Linked DNA regions of Pan troglodytes: region 2 is linked to region 1. A link is a contact called in public Hi-C data. All regions are on one chromosome and are shown on one strand. Each heading gives the region's core, a stretch centred on a gene start, on an enhancer-like site or on the middle of the called end of the contact. The rest is flanking DNA. Distances are from core to core; before and after follow the strand shown.

Region 1 (2,890 bases), core at 271-2,770:
GCGGGCCTAAAGCATTGGCAGTCACTGTGTTCCAGAACGTTTTAGGCGTGGTGGCTGATAAGTACACCTGTGCTGAGTCTGGTTTTGAATATTTAGCTCTTTCTCTCCACCTCCCACCCAATTATTTTGATATTGCCACCCAATTTTACCTTATATCAGAATTTGGCAGCACCAGTTTCTACTCAGAAAGTTACCACTCAATTATAGTAGTTTAACCCATTTCCTGTTTAGGAAAAAAAAAAGTACAGCCCGCTGCCAGCACTCATGTAATTTTACATAAACATGCTCTTTGAGGCTGAAGGAAATCTGATTTTCAATGTGAAAATAAAATATGAAAACTATTCTTGGAGTCATTTCTAAACAGAACTTGTTCCTAATCCTAATGTAACTGAAATGTATATGATGCTATGTTCCGATTAGAGACAAGGCTATTCTTGACACAAATGGGAAATGAGTGAAATTGTAGAATTACTGCATGTGAGACCTTGGGAGAGTAATTAGGGTTAAGCTGTTCCATTTTAGAGACTGTAATAAAAATGTTGAGCCAAGTAAAATACATTGATCAGTACATTTACAAAATGGCCCAAAGAGTGTATCAACTCTGGTGAATCACCTTGTAAACTAAGAAAGCCTGTCTAATGCCAGAATGCCTTTTGTGGCAAAATGAGCTTATAATGAATTGTGGAAGAATATTTAAGTGACATTTTATTTTCAGTCTTTGTATAGTCTTGTCTTGAAGCTGAGAGCGCCTATACACGCCCTCCTTTCTCCTCTAGTGATGCCCGGACTCGATACTATGGGAACAGCATACGCACTCATCCCCCTTCAGATTGTATACATCTTTAACGTATGCTGTTGGCTTTGCTACACGAACTGCTTAATTCAGAGTCCTCTGTCACTGCTGACCAGTTTTCCATATTGGGCTTTACTGTAACCTTCTTGTGACAATAATATTCTGACTTTTTCAGGAGCAGTTTGCTAACCAAAAAGCAGGATCAAGCTGCTCGAAAAATAATGAGGTTTCTACGCCGCTGTCGCCACAGGTACACTAGTCCTTGTTTATACATTCTGCTCAGGGAGAATGATGAAGCAACCCTGACCTTCTTAACCCTCACTAACTCCTATGTAAAGCTAATCCCCCTGCAGATAATCAGGGCAGACGTCCCAAATTACAATAGGGCGGTAGAGCTCTTTACGTAGGGATCAGGTTGCTACCCTTGGAGTGCTGGTAACCATGTCAGACGATGCTGTTTGAACAATGGAGATTCATGCCCGTGTTTTTCTGTTTCAATTTGGGTGTGAGGTCAACTTAGTCAGACTAGCTTTTAATTCTAAGTTTCTCTTTAATCTGCGATTGATATGCCACATTGCAGTATGTTCTTTGCTCTAATCCTTTACTATGCTAGCGCGTGTCCAAACAGAAAACAGTTTCTAGTCTCAAGGAAGGGAAAGAAAACCATGAATTCCAAACAAGTTTTCTGATGTAGAATTTCCACCAAATAGCTGGTGCCCTCTGCTGGTCATGTAATCGCCAACATGCTCTATTATTAAACTATCAATTAAAGCCGGTCCGTGATGAGGAACAGGAGAGATCACTGGAATGCAGCTGTTCAGGAAAAGAAAGACATCTGAGACTCTGGGCACATCTTCAATTAGTAGGAAATGGGGTCCTGTGACCCCAGCATTCTGTGGGATGCAGCATCTTCTCATGGAGCTAAGCCAGAGGAATTTCTCTTTGTTCCTCAAATTTGAGATTTCTTTATGAAGACTAGCGTCTCTACTTAGATTTCAGAGGGCTGGTGAAAGTGGTTTGTGTTCTTTATCCAGGTGAATCTTCCAGTCTGACGTCTGTAACTGCGGCCGTCCGAGCTGGGTGTAGACCACCTTCTGTGTGGTTGGGTTGTTGCTCTGTGTGTCAGGAGCTGTGCAGTTTACAATACCAAACATTAAAGCAGACTCTCTAATGTCTTACTTCCTCTTCCTATTTAATTATACCAAAAGTCCTAGTGTTCATATTTAATTGGATTCCTTGGATGTTTCATTTTGCTTTAGTTTTTCTTACTCCTATACCATATGATTGCCGGCTTTGAAAATATCTTGCCTTTAAGACTTAATAGGTTTAATGGGTTATTTGTACTTTTACTTAAATTAACAGAAGAATTTATTTTTGTGACCATAGAAGGAAACATGCACAGCCACTGCATTAACATCATAAAAACTTAAAAAACGGCATTCACTAGGATAGATGGTTTTCCCCAGCTACGATGCCATGCAGAAGCTAATGTTCACTCGCCCTGTGCCTCAGCAACATTTACTTTCCACCATGCAAGGATGGGAGATTTTTCACCATGATAGCTAATGAGTAACATACCAGTGTCAGTACTCTGAAACAGGAAGTCCTGTTAGGAAATGCATCCCCAAAACGGGTATGGCTCTAAGATCATGAAATTAATTCTGCAAGCCTTACCAAAGGCAGCCTCTTTCCTTTATTATTCAATCATACCTTTTACTTAGCAGGGACTTAGGACCAAAGAGAGTAGCTGATTTTCTTTATATGGTGAACAGATCAAGGACTCACCTGGGCCCTTTTCCTTACATTCTCCAATACATTCATAGTTCCTTCCTCCCTTTTCCTCTTCGGCCTGCAAAATGAAAAACCTGAGCAAGATCCTATCCAGCACTGAAACCAATAGACTTTGGCCACTTTGAGCAGAATCACATCTTCTTTCATGACACTGTGGTTAATACTTTCCAGATAGATTTTGTTTTCAAGAAAATTACCTTAACACCACTCTTCTTTAGGCCACTTCAGACAAACCAGAATGTCTGCAAGTTAAGTCGTGCTAGACTTTTTCCTCATTTCTTCTAGTCTGATCCTCAAACTTTGAAT
Region 2 (2,890 bases), core at 194-2,693, 74 kb before region 1:
TGGCCTTTTGGGTCTCACCTCTCAGACTGCCCCTTGCTGTTGGCTGCTGGAGGATTTCTGGGCTTGGGTACATAGTTCATTTCCTGAACCACCCAGTGTGTAAACCTCAGCCTTATCCCAGTCCCTGCCCCAGCCGAGAGAGAGGGTGCCGACGGCAGCCCTGGCTGGTGAACCCTCAGGAGACAATTCCCCGGGGCGGCTTTGGGTCTGCAAACCCTAGCATGGGCTGCCCTGGGGCACCGAGCTGCCCTTGGCAGCATCCCTGGCTGAGGCCGGAGCCAGGCAGAGCTGTGATGACCACCCACGGGATGTAACAAGGAAGGGCAGGGTGACCAGGGGCTCCCGTTTAGGAAATCCGGTTTTAGTTTTGCAGAACAAATGGGGAATGGAGTCAGGAACTCTGCAGAGCTCTGGCTCTCCCTGAGTGACTTGGCCGGCCTTACTAGAATGAACCCAAGGATGCTGGGACCACTGTAGGACCCTGCCTGGCAGATGGAGCCTTTTCAGAGAGCAAAGTCACAGTCAGGCAGTGCCCCAGAGCTCAGGACACATCTGCAGGCCCCCTGGAAACCCAGAGAGCCAGCTGTACCCCAGAGGCTACGGCACGGGAGGATGCTGCCATAGAAACCCGGGGGAAGGGGAGCCACCCAACTGCTTCATGACAGACACACCCCGGGACCTCGGCCACCCCAGGCCCCTCGAGATGGGCCTGCCACCAAGCTGGGCACCTGCTCCCTAGCTGCCCCCTCCCCCCAGAACTTTGAGCTCTGAACTCTGTGGGCCTCCAAGTTGAAATAAGCACCCCTGCACCTGCAGGATACACAGGAGGGTGACAGGAATTGGGGCGGCGATGACATCAAGGCCTGGGCGTCCAGCAGCATCGCCTCTGTTACCACCAGCCAGGGCACAGCTAGGGGAACAGTAGCTCCGCAGCTTGGACCCCCAGCTCAGAGCGCCCTGCTGAACCAGAGGGGACCAGCCTGGGGTCCACCTCGGCCCAGGGGCCCTGCAGAAAGCAGATCAGGGCCCTAAAGGACGCCTTCCTTTGGTCTGGGCCAGTTGTCCTTTCAAGGAATGAGTGGAAGGGAGGCAGGGACAGAGGAACTGCCAGACCCCACCTGGCTGGGGAGAAGCGGGTCTTCCCTGGCTATTCTTTTTCCCCCTGAATGAATACAAGGCACTCACCCACCCAAGGGCCCAGCCTTCCCAGCCTTTCACCAGCTTGATAAATACTAAGGGAGGGGAGGAGAAGCAGCGCCGCAGTCGCAGCGCAAAGGGGGCCGCGGGAACAGCTAGTCGGGAGCGCGGGGGTCCCGGGCCTCTGGTCAGCCACGGGGCCTGGCCGTGAACTTTGCGTCCGGGCCAGTGCTGCAGTGGCCGGGCGGTGGTGAGCCTTCCGTTCCCCGCCTGTCCCTCCCGGCCCCTCCCCTCGGTCTCCGCAGCTTCTCGGCTCAGCCCCTCCCGTCCCCGCGGGCGCTGGGCCGATTCTCCCTCCGCGCTGGCCGGGCCGTGGAGACGGGTTCGCCGCGGAGAGGGGAGGAGGGCTGGGGAAGGGGTGGGCGCCAGGGGACTGCAGCGCGGAGCAAACTGGGGCACGGCTGCCGGCGGCGCGCGTGCACACACTCTCTCCCACGCGCGCGCCCTCCCGCCGACGCGCAGCCGCAATGCGGGGCCCTTCGCGGAACTGCTGGCGGCGCCGCGCCCTGCGGGGTCTGGGGCGCCCGCAGGGACTGCGAGGACCGCGGGACTAGGAAGGCCTGAGCCCGGCCACCCGCCTCCGAGTGCGCCGCACCGTGCGGCGGGGACCGCAGGCCTTCGGTGGGCGGCGAGCCCTGGCTCCCTCGTTCGGTGGCCTCTGCTGCATGTGGGATGCGCCCTTTGTCCCCTCTGCCATGCGCGGGGGAAAATGTTTGAGGGCGGGGAAGAGACTGTCTGCCCTCATTTGATCTAAAACATGAATTTGTTTGCTTGGCTAAAGGCCGAGTGGGGGGCGTGGGTCCGGGGCGCAGAGAACTCGCGCGCGCGCGCAGCAGCAGCAGCAGGAGCTGCGGCGAAGTCTTTGTCCCCGCGGCGCAGCCTTTGTCCCCGCGGCGTAGCTTTTGTTTGCGCAGCCCCGCCCTGCGGAGGGCGATCGTCCCCACGTTGGGGCCGGGAGGCAGGGACCCGACGTCCCCAAAATCTCAGCTGGGGCGCAGCCATCCTGGGAGAGACCGGGCGTGGAGATGGGGGAAGGTGGGGGGAGTCGCCGCAGCCTTCTGGATCCCGGAGCTGCAGCGCCTCCCCCAGACCTAGGGGTCTTCCCCTCCCTTCCCCTGCGCCCCACTGTGAGCTCCAGGGTCAAAGGCCCTGTCTGCTGGACCCCCATCACTTAGCCCAGGGCTGGCACGTGGTGGGCTGCAGTACATATTTGTGATATGAATGCAGGCACACGTGAATGAGTGCAGGAGGGACTGTCAAAAAGCTGAATCCGACTAGTGGTAAGGAAGGTTTCACAGAGGAAGCGACCCCCTTGGTGAGACCTGAAGCCTGAGCAGGGTTAGCCCGGGAAGAGGGGGCATCAAGGGTGGCAGGAGAGGGAATGAGCGGCTGCCTTTAACCCAGGGTCTTCGGGAACTGCCGTTTTCACCATTTCTCCTCCACCCACAAAGGTGTGGATTCAGAACAAATTTCCTCTGTCCTGACCTGACCCCAGGCCATTTGCACAGGACCCCAGGGAGGTCTGAGCAGGCCAGCTCTTCATACAGAGATGCAAGGGGGACCTCTTCCAGGCTAGAGATAGGCAGGCAATGGGGTTTACCCTGGAGACCCACTGGGGAGGATCTCTGGGAAATGTCACTTATACCTGTGATAGGTCCTATGGATACAACAGCCAGGGCCGTGCTGAACTTCA

What was found. Hi-C and Micro-C count contacts between places; a contact is called where the count stands out from the background.
Region 2: a contact with region 1 is called in a Hi-C map of stem cell-derived neural progenitor cells, with 3 times the contacts expected there. The contact joins two enhancer-like sites. A contact is called at or near these places in 4 of 7 Hi-C or Micro-C datasets (induced pluripotent stem cells, a lymphoblastoid cell line and stem cell-derived neural progenitor cells), 1 of 1 datasets of contacts at active chromatin or transcription factors (stem cell-derived excitatory neurons) and 1 of 1 other capture datasets (stem cell-derived neural stem cells).

What each region holds. Positions count from the first base shown.
Region 1 is chr1:224,243,746-224,246,635 of NHGRI_mPanTro3-v2.0_pri, reverse strand. CAMTA1 (calmodulin binding transcription activator 1) reads left to right here. Exons shown (of 21, transcript XM_054662341.1): 20 at 969-1,043. Among named protein-coding and RNA genes, the nearest start is that of VAMP3, 18 kb to the right of the region's middle. Within about 2 kb of position 1,520, at least 12 of the 24 cell types and tissues checked have an H3K27ac peak or open chromatin away from gene starts, as enhancers often do. A contact at or near this core is called in induced pluripotent stem cells, stem cell-derived neural progenitor cells and stem cell-derived neural stem cells, where this site is marked.
Region 2 is chr1:224,317,249-224,320,138 of NHGRI_mPanTro3-v2.0_pri, reverse strand. All of the region lies in intron 10 of CAMTA1 (calmodulin binding transcription activator 1), which reads left to right. Among named protein-coding and RNA genes, the nearest start is that of VAMP3, 92 kb to the right of the region's middle. Within about 2 kb of position 1,443, at least 11 of the 24 cell types and tissues checked have an H3K27ac peak or open chromatin away from gene starts, as enhancers often do. A contact at or near this core is called in induced pluripotent stem cells, stem cell-derived neural progenitor cells and stem cell-derived neural stem cells, where this site is marked.